2 separate regions of the Mus musculus genome follow, and region 1 is linked to region 2. A link is a contact called in public HiChIP or PLAC-seq data. All regions are on one chromosome and are shown on one strand. The core of a region is the stretch at or near the end of the contact, and the rest is flanking DNA. Distances in the headings are between cores, read along the strand shown. Region 1 holds the start of 4930467D21Rik (RIKEN cDNA 4930467D21 gene). Region 2 has its middle 72 kb from the start of Gm33609.

Evidence for each region. HiChIP or PLAC-seq counts read pairs in DNA pulled down with a chosen protein or histone mark.
Region 1: an H3K27ac HiChIP or PLAC-seq map of embryonic stem cells shows a contact between it and region 2, with 5 read pairs. The contact joins the promoter of 4930467D21Rik here to the enhancer-like site in region 2. A contact is called at or near these places in 3 of 484 Hi-C or Micro-C datasets (bone marrow-derived macrophages, cerebellar granule neurons and cerebellum), 4 of 115 datasets of contacts at active chromatin or transcription factors (all in embryonic stem cells) and 4 of 9 other capture datasets (adipose tissue, embryonic stem cells, liver and 1 more).

The regions. Positions count from the first base shown.
Region 1 is chr5:97,388,345-97,394,094 of GRCm38.p6, reverse strand. It overlaps 4930467D21Rik (RIKEN cDNA 4930467D21 gene), which reads right to left and starts at 1,678. Exons shown (of 8, transcript NR_045981.1): 1 at 1,588-1,678. Naa11 (N(alpha)-acetyltransferase 11, NatA catalytic subunit) reads left to right here and starts at 1,765. Exons shown (of 2, transcript NM_001033191.2): 1 at 1,765-2,467. The coding sequence starts at 1,798. The coding sequence ends at 2,454.
Region 2 is chr5:97,200,553-97,206,032 of GRCm38.p6, reverse strand. No RefSeq gene overlaps it. Among named protein-coding and RNA genes, the nearest start is that of Gm33609, 72 kb to the right of the region's middle. Within about 2 kb of position 2,057, at least 8 of the 459 cell types and tissues checked have an H3K27ac peak or open chromatin away from gene starts, as enhancers often do. A contact at or near this core is called in cerebellar granule neurons, cerebellum and embryonic stem cells, where this site is marked.

The DNA.
Region 1 (5,750 bases), core at 429-2,928, 190 kb before region 2:
TTCTTTCTAGTTCCCTCACCTGTAAGACCTTTATGCTAATGTTTTAATTTTCTCTACCCAGTAAAACCTTTATTTATATACAGGTCCTCTGCTCTAGTCCAGGAATTTGATGTCCTGGAACAGTGGTCCCTTCCCCTTTCATTTTCTGTGCACCAGTTTGTTTGTTTTTGTTTTTTTGTTTTTTTGTTTGTTTGTTTGTTTGTTTGTTTTTCAGACTAGCCATCTGAGTAAGACTGTAAGGCCCCCAGCCATGGGAAAAAGACACAGCCTCCCCTAGAATTAGAATAAAAACCAAAGGTGCTTTTTGTATGTGTTCACTCTTCTGAGCACACCCTCTTGCTCAAGGGTTTTGCCTTGTCCAAACCCTTCATGTGGAGGGGTAGTCTCATTCTTTGTAACCTGGCACATATTTCTAAGAAGAATGAAGAAGATTTTTTTTTAATTTGGAAATTTGCTTAGGAATATTTATAACATTTGAAAACCATTACATTCTCCAGTCCAGGTGAATATGTACATAAATATTCAACAACATTCTGTCATGCTTTCCATACTATTCCAAACTGGAAATACCACAAATAGCCATGAACAGTAGAGTTTCCCAGTGAATTGGAAAAAACAAACAAAAAATAAAAACTTAGAAAATGGAATATCAAACGAAATTATAGCAAAGCTTCAGTCTGAACAAGATGGCTGAAACTCACATGTAGTGAATAAAAAAAATACACAAACAAAAAATGAGGACAGTGTGATTTTTATATATGAGACCTACTCGGTAGGACTCCAGAGGATTAGAGAACAGACTACCTATGATGGCATTGACAATCTGGTTTATTTAGTTACATAGGGCTGTTCAGACGTGGACAAACTAAAAGGCTAAAACTGAGTCCAAGAGTCTCTCTTAGGTCAATGGTTAAGAGCACTGGCTCCTCTTCCAGAGGACCTGGGTTCAATTCCCAGAACCATATGGCAGCTCACAACTGTCTGTAACTCCATTTCCAGAGAGGCTCTGCCAGTGCCTGACAAATACAAAAGTGGATGCTCATAGCATTCCATTGGACAGAGCAAAGGGTTCCCCGTGAAGGAGCTAAAGAAAGTACCCAAGGAGCTGAAGGGGTTTGCAGCCTTATAGGAGGAACAACAATATGAACTAACCAGTACCCCACCCCACCCCCAAGCTCCCTGGGACTAAATCACCAACCAAAGAAAACACATGGTGGGACTCATGGCTCTAGCTGTATATGTAGCAATGGGAGGAGAGGTCCTTAGTCCTGTGAAGGCGCGATGCCCCAGTATAATGGAATGCCAGGGCCAGGAAGCGGGAGTGAGTGGGTTGGGGAGCAGTGGGAGGGGAAACCAGGAAAGGGGATAACATTTGAAATGTAAATAACGAAAATATCTAATAAAAAAAAAAAAAAAAAAAAAAAAAAAAAAAAAAAAAAACACCAAAAAAACTGAGTCCAAATAGAAGGCTCATCAAGTTGAGTTCAATCCCTGGGACCCACACGTTGGAAGATAAGATTTCTACAAGTTCTCTGACCTGCACATGTACCACTGCACACACATGCAGGTATGCAATGAGTCCCATACCTTTTAAACCGAGAAGGACTCAGCTCCTCTCGCTCCGCCCTTTCCCAAATGTGAACATACTGAGGCCTGAGAACAGGAAGCCTCACGGGCTGGGACAGCAGACTTCCGGAAGCGCCCTTAGCCCCGCCCCTTCCGCCCGTAGGCCTTCCCGCCACCGGTCTCTGCTCGGCCTGGCCCGCTGAGGTCCATTGCCAAGGCAACGACGCCAGGATGAACATCCGCAATGCCCGGCCCGACGACCTGATGAACATGCAGCACTGCAACCTGCTCTGCCTGCCGGAGAACTACCAGATGAAGTACTACTTCTACCATGGCCTGTCGTGGCCCCAGCTCTCCTACATCGCCGAGGATGAGGACGGCAAGATCGTGGGCTATGTCCTGGCCAAGATGGAGGAGGACCCCGATGATGTTCCCCACGGGCACATCACCTCGCTGGCCGTCAAGCGCTCACACCGGCGCCTCGGCCTGGCCCAGAAGCTCATGGACCAGGCCTCACGGGCGATGATCGAGAACTTCGGCGCCAAGTACGTGTCCCTGCACGTCAGGAAGAGCAACAGGGCGGCCCTGCACCTGTATTCTAACACCCTCAACTTCCAGGTCAGTGAGGTGGAACCCAAGTACTATGCTGATGGTGAAGATGCTTACGCCATGAAGCGGGATCTCTCTCAGATGACTGATGAGCTGAGAAGGCAGCTGGTGCTGAAGAAGAACAGATATGTGGTTCTGGGCTCCGAGGAGACCCAGGGCGGCACACTTCCTGATGCTGGGGAGGCCTGCCTGCCCAAGAACCCCACAAGCAAAGACAGTGGCAGCAGTGACAGCACTGATGTCCAGGACAGCTCAGAGGACTTGGATTCCATCTCCTAGAGCATTTCCTGAGGTATTCTCTTCCTTGGCCCCGCCTCCTCTGTACCCCTTTGAGTCATAGCTTGGCCTGCCCAGTCCCATCTTGTCCCACCCTTTTGTACTTGTGCTAGGTTTCTTCCTGAATGCAGTGAAGGTGTCCACAGTGTTACCCTTGCCGCATTCTTGCTAAAAGGAAGATTTCTTGTTGAAATCCAACAAGTGTTTCTTTTTATAGAAAATAGGATGTGTTGAACGATAGACTATGCAGCCAGCGAAATGCAGAATGGGAATGAAGGGCAATAGGAAATTTGACAGAAGAATGTCCTGGCCTCTCCAGAAAAGAAGTAGTATTTTAAAGAGTATGGGCAGCTGGGGGTGTAGCTCAGTGGTCCTGCTCCTGCTTAGCATGCTGGATTTGGCTATCACTACCACCAAAACAAGCACAAGAATTTTCTAGTAAACTAAAGATAATAGCAACCAAACAACCATGGGGGGGGGGGGTACTGTTGCAATCTTCATTCAAACAAACCAAGACGACATTCTCTAGTCACCCAGTCAAAATTGGGACGTGGACTCTATTCTATTAAGTGTGTTAAATGTAAAATGAAGTAATTATCCTACAAAAATACTTTTTTTTAAGTCAGATTAACTAATATGATGGGTAGAATTTGAATTAATATACACCAGCAAAAATAAAGGGACAAAAAGCAGTTCTGATGAGGAATTCAAATAAGATAAACAGCCTAAAAGGGGAAGGGTTGCAGTGGGGCGCTGAGGCGTGTTTATCTAGCCTGTGAATGGCCCTGGGTTTGATCGTAAGGACTGCAGAAAAGGTCTAAAAATAAAATAAGAACGTCAGCCTTGTAAAAACTGTTGAAGGCGAGAAATGTCTCCTCGTGGGTTCCTTATGCTGTCTTTTCACTCTGGGATTTGTGAAAATTTACACAAAAACTTAGAGCAAAGTATTATACTTGCTAAAAACATTCTAAGAAGCCACTAATGCACACATAGTAGCATATGTCTATAATCCCAGTTCTTATGAGCTAGGAGGATGTTGAGTTTGCAACCATCCTGGGCTAGTGAGATCTTATTTTTGTTTCTTTATTCCTATATCTTTAAGGTAAAAGAAAAGCTGAGCTGGCTCAGGGGCTCCAGGCACTTGCAGCCAAGCCTGGTGGATTAAGTCTCAGTCCCTGGGACCCATGTGGTAGAAAAGAACCAACTCCCAAAAATTGTCTTCTGACCTTGCTACACATGTGCCCACAAGTACACACAAATAATTAAAAACACACACCAACAAGTACCTTTTTAAACGCTACTGTCTTAGTAACAGGCTTAGTCGTACTAATAAAATACCACAGTAGTTCTTCCAGAAAAAAATTATGTCATGTAATTCCAGGGTCCATGTGCCAAGAGCAGTTTTAGAGTTTCCGTGGGATTCATCTGATCCAAGATAAGGGAAGACTGTAAAGGGAGAGGTAAAACTGAACAAAACAGATGTGTCATCAGACTCCTACCTGTCTTATAACCTTACTAGACAGACAGTCACTTACCTAAAGTGCACAAGGCCTGGGTTCTATACACAGAACTGTGTTTTCTTAAAAAAAAAAAAAAAAAAAAAAAAAAAAAAAAAAAAAAAAACTTTTATCACTGAAGAATTTATTTAAATAAACAGATTTTTTTAAAACATTACATCTTTTAAAAATCTCTCTAGAAGGATGTAGGAGATACTGATCACTTCGGGTACTCTATGTCTCTTCATTATTGTTAGTTGAGAACAGGGCTAATAAGAGTTGTTTTAAAAGGCTACATCTGAGATGTAGTAAATTCAGAAGCCCTTATGACCTGAGAAATGAAAACATCTGCTCATCTATTAGATAAAGAGAAAAATACCAGAAAAGATTGATTCTTGCCTGACAGTTATAACTCTCATACAAATACAATTACAATTGAACTGTTTGCATACACGGCATAATTGCATCTTCCTTTCCTATATTCAATCTCACCTTCCTTCCAGGTTGATATCTCCTGAGATGATTTTCCTTCCTTTTAGACCAGCTGGCCTTGAATTCTATAGGATGCACCTGCTTCTGCCTTCTGAGACAGCCCTGTGACCCTATCTAATACTTCTTCTTGTTCTTCATCTTTGGGTCATACCCAACCAGAGGCCACCGTGGACCTTGTTGGGGTCACTTTAGTAGTTACAGTATAGTGCTCTGCATAAAGCAACTAAACTGTTGCAGAGCAGTGTGGGTCTGTAGAGTGAGGTGGAGACTAGGTGGAGAGGAAAAGAGCTCTGCTCTGTAAACGGTACTCAAGATCCACCTAGAACAGGTTTTTTGCAGTACCTTTGATAATCTGGTAAAGCTTAAGCTAAGGACCTCTTCTCGGGAGGTGGAGGGGAGGTGTTCCAAAAGGCATCACAATCATGGATTATAAGAGAAAATTTTACTGAAATAGGATCGTCAAGGATTTTAAATGTCTGTAACAATAATACATGTGCTTTAGTAGGTAAGAAATAAAAGTCTAGCAATATGTGTATGGATTAGTTATTTCTGGGCAGGTTTGAGAATAGTATAAATTACATTAGAGATGCCTGCAATAGCTATACTATCATATGAATGTACTACAGTTTTATTGTGACAAAGCCCTAAGTATAGCATGTACTTCTGGTGCATACATTCACAATTGAAACAAATGCAAAATTTCAGTTCCTTGCTTCCTGACACCCATTTTCAAGAATAATGTCTTCCATCTGTTCATGCACATTTAGGTAACTGGGAAGAAAGCAAATACAGAACTTCTTACAGGCTTTAAAACTCAGCACCAACTTAATAGTTAATAGCAAGAGAGAGAAAGAAATGTAGTTGAGCTTTGTCCCAGGAAGGAATGGGAGGTATTCTGGCAAACAGCATCATTTCTTCCACAGTGGGAAACCTTTGTTATGGTGTAGATGTGAGAAGCTGCCTCATGCCCAGCCAGGAACAGATGATCGCTATTACTCCCCTTCAAGACATGCCACAGGGAATTCTGGGAGTCCACCTAGGGTTTTCACATAAATAGCATGTTTAGTCTGCTTTTGCACACATTTGGGAAAGGTAGCAATGGGATCTGCCATTTTGTCTCTTTCAAGTCTGAAAGAAATGATCCCTCCACTCTAATATCTCTCACGTTGTCAGAAGCTTTACTGTGTCCCTTTGAACCCTCACCAGCTCGTAGCTTACTTGCCTGTGTGGGAAAAGGCGTTGGTGGAGCAAACCAGAGCAAGAGGGAGATGAGGTTGGGCTCTAAGAGTGTCACTGCACTGCTGCCCTTTG
Region 2 (5,480 bases), core at 808-3,307:
GAGTAAATGATTGAGTTGTGTATGGTTATCATAGTAATAACCTCGAGCAGCAGACAATGAAATTAGTTCCATTGTAACATTTTCTTTACTTTTAACGTGTGTGTGTGTGTGTGTGTGTGTGTGTTGCCTGCATGCACATCTGAGCATCATGGGTGTGGCTGATACAAATACAACAGATCCCTGGAACCAACGTTATAGGCAGTTGTGAGCCACTCTGTGTGTGGTGGGAACAGAGCCAGGATTCTCTGCAAAAGCAAGTGCTCTGAATTACTGAGCCATCTCGCAGTCCTTTATTGTAACATCCTCAAACTTATATGACATTATGTCTTGTCCTTGCTCACCCTGCCCCACAACTCTACCCTGTCCCCTCTCTTGCTGGTCTCCTGTGCCCTCAAATACCCCCCTTCTGTTTCCAGGGTACATTTATTTGTTCAGTTTTTCTCTCTTGTTTCCAGTCTTCCCTTCCTTTGGGCACGTTCCCCGCACAGCTTCCCTTTCTACATTAATGCACATCCTGTAGTGTGAAGGCTCAGCATTGGACATGCTATGCTAAAACGCAAAGGGCTTTAATAACTGTGCTCTTTGGGTCATAAAGTCACCAAGTTCACCAGAATGTACTCAAGTCAACATGAAATCAGGTGGAGATGTTGGGAATATGTCCTTAAAAAGGTTCTTTTTTTTTTTTTTTTTTTTTTTTTGCTTTTAGTTTTCCTTTTTAAAAAAGAAAAGGATTATATGGAAACAGAGCATCCTCCCTCTTGAAGTTAGCTTCCTAAGTTAAGTGAACTAAGTTTACTAAAAGAACAAAGTTGAAGTTTGAAAAAAAAATCTCATCTATAATTCCGAAAAATGATAGTTACTAACAATTATATAACACGAGATACAATTCAAAGCACTATTTATATATGTCATTAATCCAGTATCTTAGATTTCTATGTTAAAAATACCATTACTCTCTCTACTTTGTAGATAAGTTAAAAAAAAAAAACACAGAGACCTAAAGGATTTACAGTTGGCCCAATAATCCATGGGTTCTACATGAAAGGTTTAGACAACCGTCTCAGAAATGTGAGGGGAAGCTGTGCCTTGCACCGAAAATGCGCAGGCCACCTTTCCTTATTATTATAGTCATATTAAACAAAACAAGAGAGCAAATGTTGACATCATATCTTACAAGTAACCTTGGGGTGATCACACACGGGAGGATGTATTTGCAAATGCATGTCACTTAGAGACTTGTGTCTGGGTTTTAGCATCTGCTGCAATTGAAGTATACACCCCCTATGGATACCTGGGAACGACATGGAATGTGCTAAGTATGAGGACACTGTCTAGATAGTGACCTATTCTATCTTTATAACAATCTCTCTTGGTGAGGAAAACTATGGCACAGGTAGATCTAACCAGATGGACCTGGGATTGAGCCCAGAATAGTCAGATCCAGAGCCCAGGCACTGGTGACTGTGATATCTTTTAGCTGTAATATCTGTGCCAACTTTATTCTGTAAGATGACACTTACTGTCCTAGTTTGCTTTCTGTTGTGGTGATAAAACACTGGCCAAAAACAGCTCAGGGAGGGAACGGCTTACTTCATCTTACAGGTTACAGTCCATTCTGGAGTGAACCCTAACAGGATCCTGGATGGAGGCACTAAAGCAGAGAGCACAGAGAAACACTGCTTACTGGCTGGTTTCCTCTGGCTTACTCAGTGAGCTTCCTAATTAAAGAAAGAAAGAAAGAAAGAGAGGGGGGAAAGGAAGGAAGGAAGGAAGGAAGGAAGGAAGGAAGGAAGGAAGGAAGGAAGGAAGAAGAAAGGGAGAGAGAGAGAGAGAGAAAGAAAGAGAGAGAGAGAGAGAAAGAGAGAGAGAGAGAGAGAGAGAGAGAGAGAGAGAGAGAGAGAGAGAGAGAGAGAAAGGGAGAAAGAAAGAAAGGGAGAAAAAAAGAAAAAGAAACAAAAAAACAGGTTCGCCTGCCCAGGAATGGATCTCCACAGTAGGCTACACCTTCAAATGCCTATCAATAAGCAAATGCCCCACACAATGCCCACAGGCCAATCTGATGCAGGTAATTCCTCCATGGAGGCTTCCTTTTCTCAGGTGAAGTGGTTTGAATAAGAATGGCCTTCAGGGATTCAAAGACTTGAATGTTTTGTAACCTGGGAGTGGCACTCTAGGGAGATTATGGCCTTATTGGAATAGGTGTGGCCTTGTAAATGGAAGTGTGTCAATGGGGGGTGGGCTTCATGCTTTCAGAAGCTCAAGCCAGGCCCACTGGTTCTCTTTTTCTGCTGCCTACCAATCCAGAAGTAGAACCCTCAGCTCTTACTTCATCATCATGTCTGCCTGCTTACCGTCATGCTTCCTGCCATGACAATAAAGGACTAGACCTCTGAACATGTAAGCCAGCCCCAATGAAATGTCCTTCATAAGAGGTGCCTTGATCATGGAGTCTCTTAGCAACAATGGAAACCCTAAGTAAGATACCAGGTGACTCTGGGTTGTATTAAGTTGACAGATGGCACTAACTGTGACTCTTACCAAATGAGATCTCAACAAAGCCACAAGTCCCTCAGGAAAAGAGTGGGAACCATCCTGTGTACACTGCAATCATTTATTAAATGAGCACTTTCACATACTGGCCAGCAAAGATAGCATGAAACTTACAACACTTTTTGTTTGTACTTTCTCCAATAAAATTCTCTACTGGAACTTTCCAATCACCTTAAGCCTACCTGAATTCCTGTGTTAGTATATGTCTGTGCTTGTTTTTCTGTCTTGCTTGGCTTAGACCCAGGTATAGAACCCTATGCTGATAAATTCCAAATGCAAATACCTTGTAGAACGTGAGTCTATTTCCTACCTCAGTTTTTAGCAGTAATTAGATAACTGGGGGAGGGGGCGGGGGCGGGGGCGGGGGGAGCACCTAGGTACATGTTTACCTCAGTATTACCATAACTGAGAGGAAAGAATTTACCTCACGATCTTACTTGCGTGCTGTTCTTTGGTTTGACATATGTATGGAGAGGGTGTTTATCTTGACAGTCTGTTCCTGAACCTGAACTACATCATTTGTTTTTATGATAATGGTCACATTAACCACCAGGACTTGTTTCCTAATGAGTCTGTTCTCTCCACTGGGAATGCCACGTTCGAATACCAGTAACAAGAATGCAAATGTTCTGTCAACCCAACTTGGAAATGAAGGCTGTTCCAAGCAGCTTTTTTTCCACCATCCTGAGTAGAGAGATGCAGACAACAGATGCAGAACATGTTATGACCTCTGACCTCTGTGTCAAAGGTCATGGGCTCCAAAGCAAGAGATAAGACCCCTGTGGTCATGGAAATCACAAAGACACATTTCAAATTAAGACCCAGCTCTACTTTTTTGAGCTCACAGTGGTTAAATTGGTCAGAGGTATATGCAAAGGAAAAACGTCTAATCAACAGACAAGACTACAAAATCTGAAAATAAATTCAGTGGTTGAAAAAAGCAATTGAAATACCCACCTTCCCATGGTGCCATGGCGTTTTAAGCAATCGAGGTGAGGCATTTTTTGTCAGAGCATCCCACTATTTAGAAAGGAAATCAAAGCAAAGTAGCAAATCGCTAACAGCTCTACTAATATTTCTTGTTCTTTTGAAAATATGTCTTGGAGACAACCCATGAAAGTCAAAACCACAGAGTGACCGGTTCACAATAATTTAAGACATCATTCTGTCAGCATCCACAGCCTAGGATGAATCCTGTATCTCTGTCTAAATCAGCTCTATAGAAAAAACGAAATCTACCTTGACTCGATTTTTTTTTTTGGCTGTTTCTCTTTTAGAGTTGCCCAGTGTTTATTATAATAAGAGTCTCACAAATGTTTTTAGTCATAGGAGTGTATGTTATAAAAACACAATCTTCCAGGTCATTCAGCACCACACACTAAGACAAATTCTGCTCAAAATACATTCTATACTGTATTACTCCAAGATTCACTGGGCTCCTAAATTCCTTTCTAGAATGTTCGTGAGTTTAAGACTTCTGTGAACTTAGTTATCTTCTGCATAGATACCAGGAAAATTCCCATGAATAGAACCTCCCCTTGTAACAAAGAACAACTGGCCTCTTCCTGGATACAAAGGCTTTAAATGTTTTCTGATACTGAGCAGAAATGTAGGTGAAAGAGTTAAGCCCAATAGGGAAAAAAAAAAAAGAAGTATCAGCCTTAAAATACAAAGCAAACAGAAAGGATGCTGGCGTGTGGCAGCTCCAATATAGCTAGTCTGTACCATTTAGTGAACATGTCATCCCTATGTGTGGGGAGGAGACAAGTAGTCAATGGGAAGAAAAATTATTGATCTACTAACAACTTTAATACAACCTTGAAATAAATTCTGTCCCAAACCCAGAAGCCTGATTTAGAATAATGCTTAAATTACCGACTTTCAGGCAAAACAAAAATCCTACCCTTAGGCAATTATCAGCAGGATCCTTCATTTGAAGTCTTTCAGGCTGTTCAAGGGAGACCCTGATAGTTGGCCAAAAGGAAACAATATACTGGGAGGCTCAATGTGGGCCAAGCAAAATGAAGCCTCCCAGTATGACAGTATTAAATTATTATGGCGGCTACAGGGGGCACAATTGTTAGTGTTCCCCTCCCATCAATGATCCTGACCCACTCTTCCCTGCAGTGAGTGTTCCTTGTCATACCCAATATTAAAATGCTTTGATAATAATAAGATTGTCAAGATAATAGCAGGAAACTTTCAGTTAGAAACTCAGCTTTCAAAAGCCAGCTGTGTTCAACCTTGATTGATCTTCCTAAGAAGATGTCTTCAAAAAGCCCAAATTTTCCTATGTATGTACAAATCAGAACAAAGCTTCCTCTTTATATAAATATACATGTGCATATCTAAGTACAGGAGTGCTCATATACATAGGGCACTGAGCGCTGGTTCATCCCTGCCCATGAGAATGAATGCTCTAAGGAGGAAAGCCAGAAGACAGTGGCTGTATGAGGAACTGGACAGCCTTCTCCTAACTTTCTCTTTGGGTGTGTGAGCTTTCCTCCCCCCTCACAGCTTTAAGTGGATGCACGAAGAGACAAGGTCTTAAATCAGAGAATGGTCTCCTATGTGGGCATTATTGATGGCACCTTGTTAGACGAAGCAGTTTGGCCTTTTTTTATGTCCTTTCATTCTGGACGACTTTCCAATCAATAGACCCAGTGAGGTGGGGTGTAATGTGGCTTTCAGAATAACACTAGTATTGTCAGCATGTTCAATATCTGTACTTCTTAAGACTGATTCAGAAAACTTTGCTCCTTTGTTCCGATAAAAATAGTGGTTTTCAGGAAATCTACCCTTTGGCTTTCTTTTCTTAGTCAATGCTGTTGGGTGTGCAACGATGGTAGATAAAAAGTGTCTATGGCCTGTGGAAAAAAAAACCAGCAGCTGAATTCTAAAGCCTTGCAGGTGGCTGCTGATAAATACAG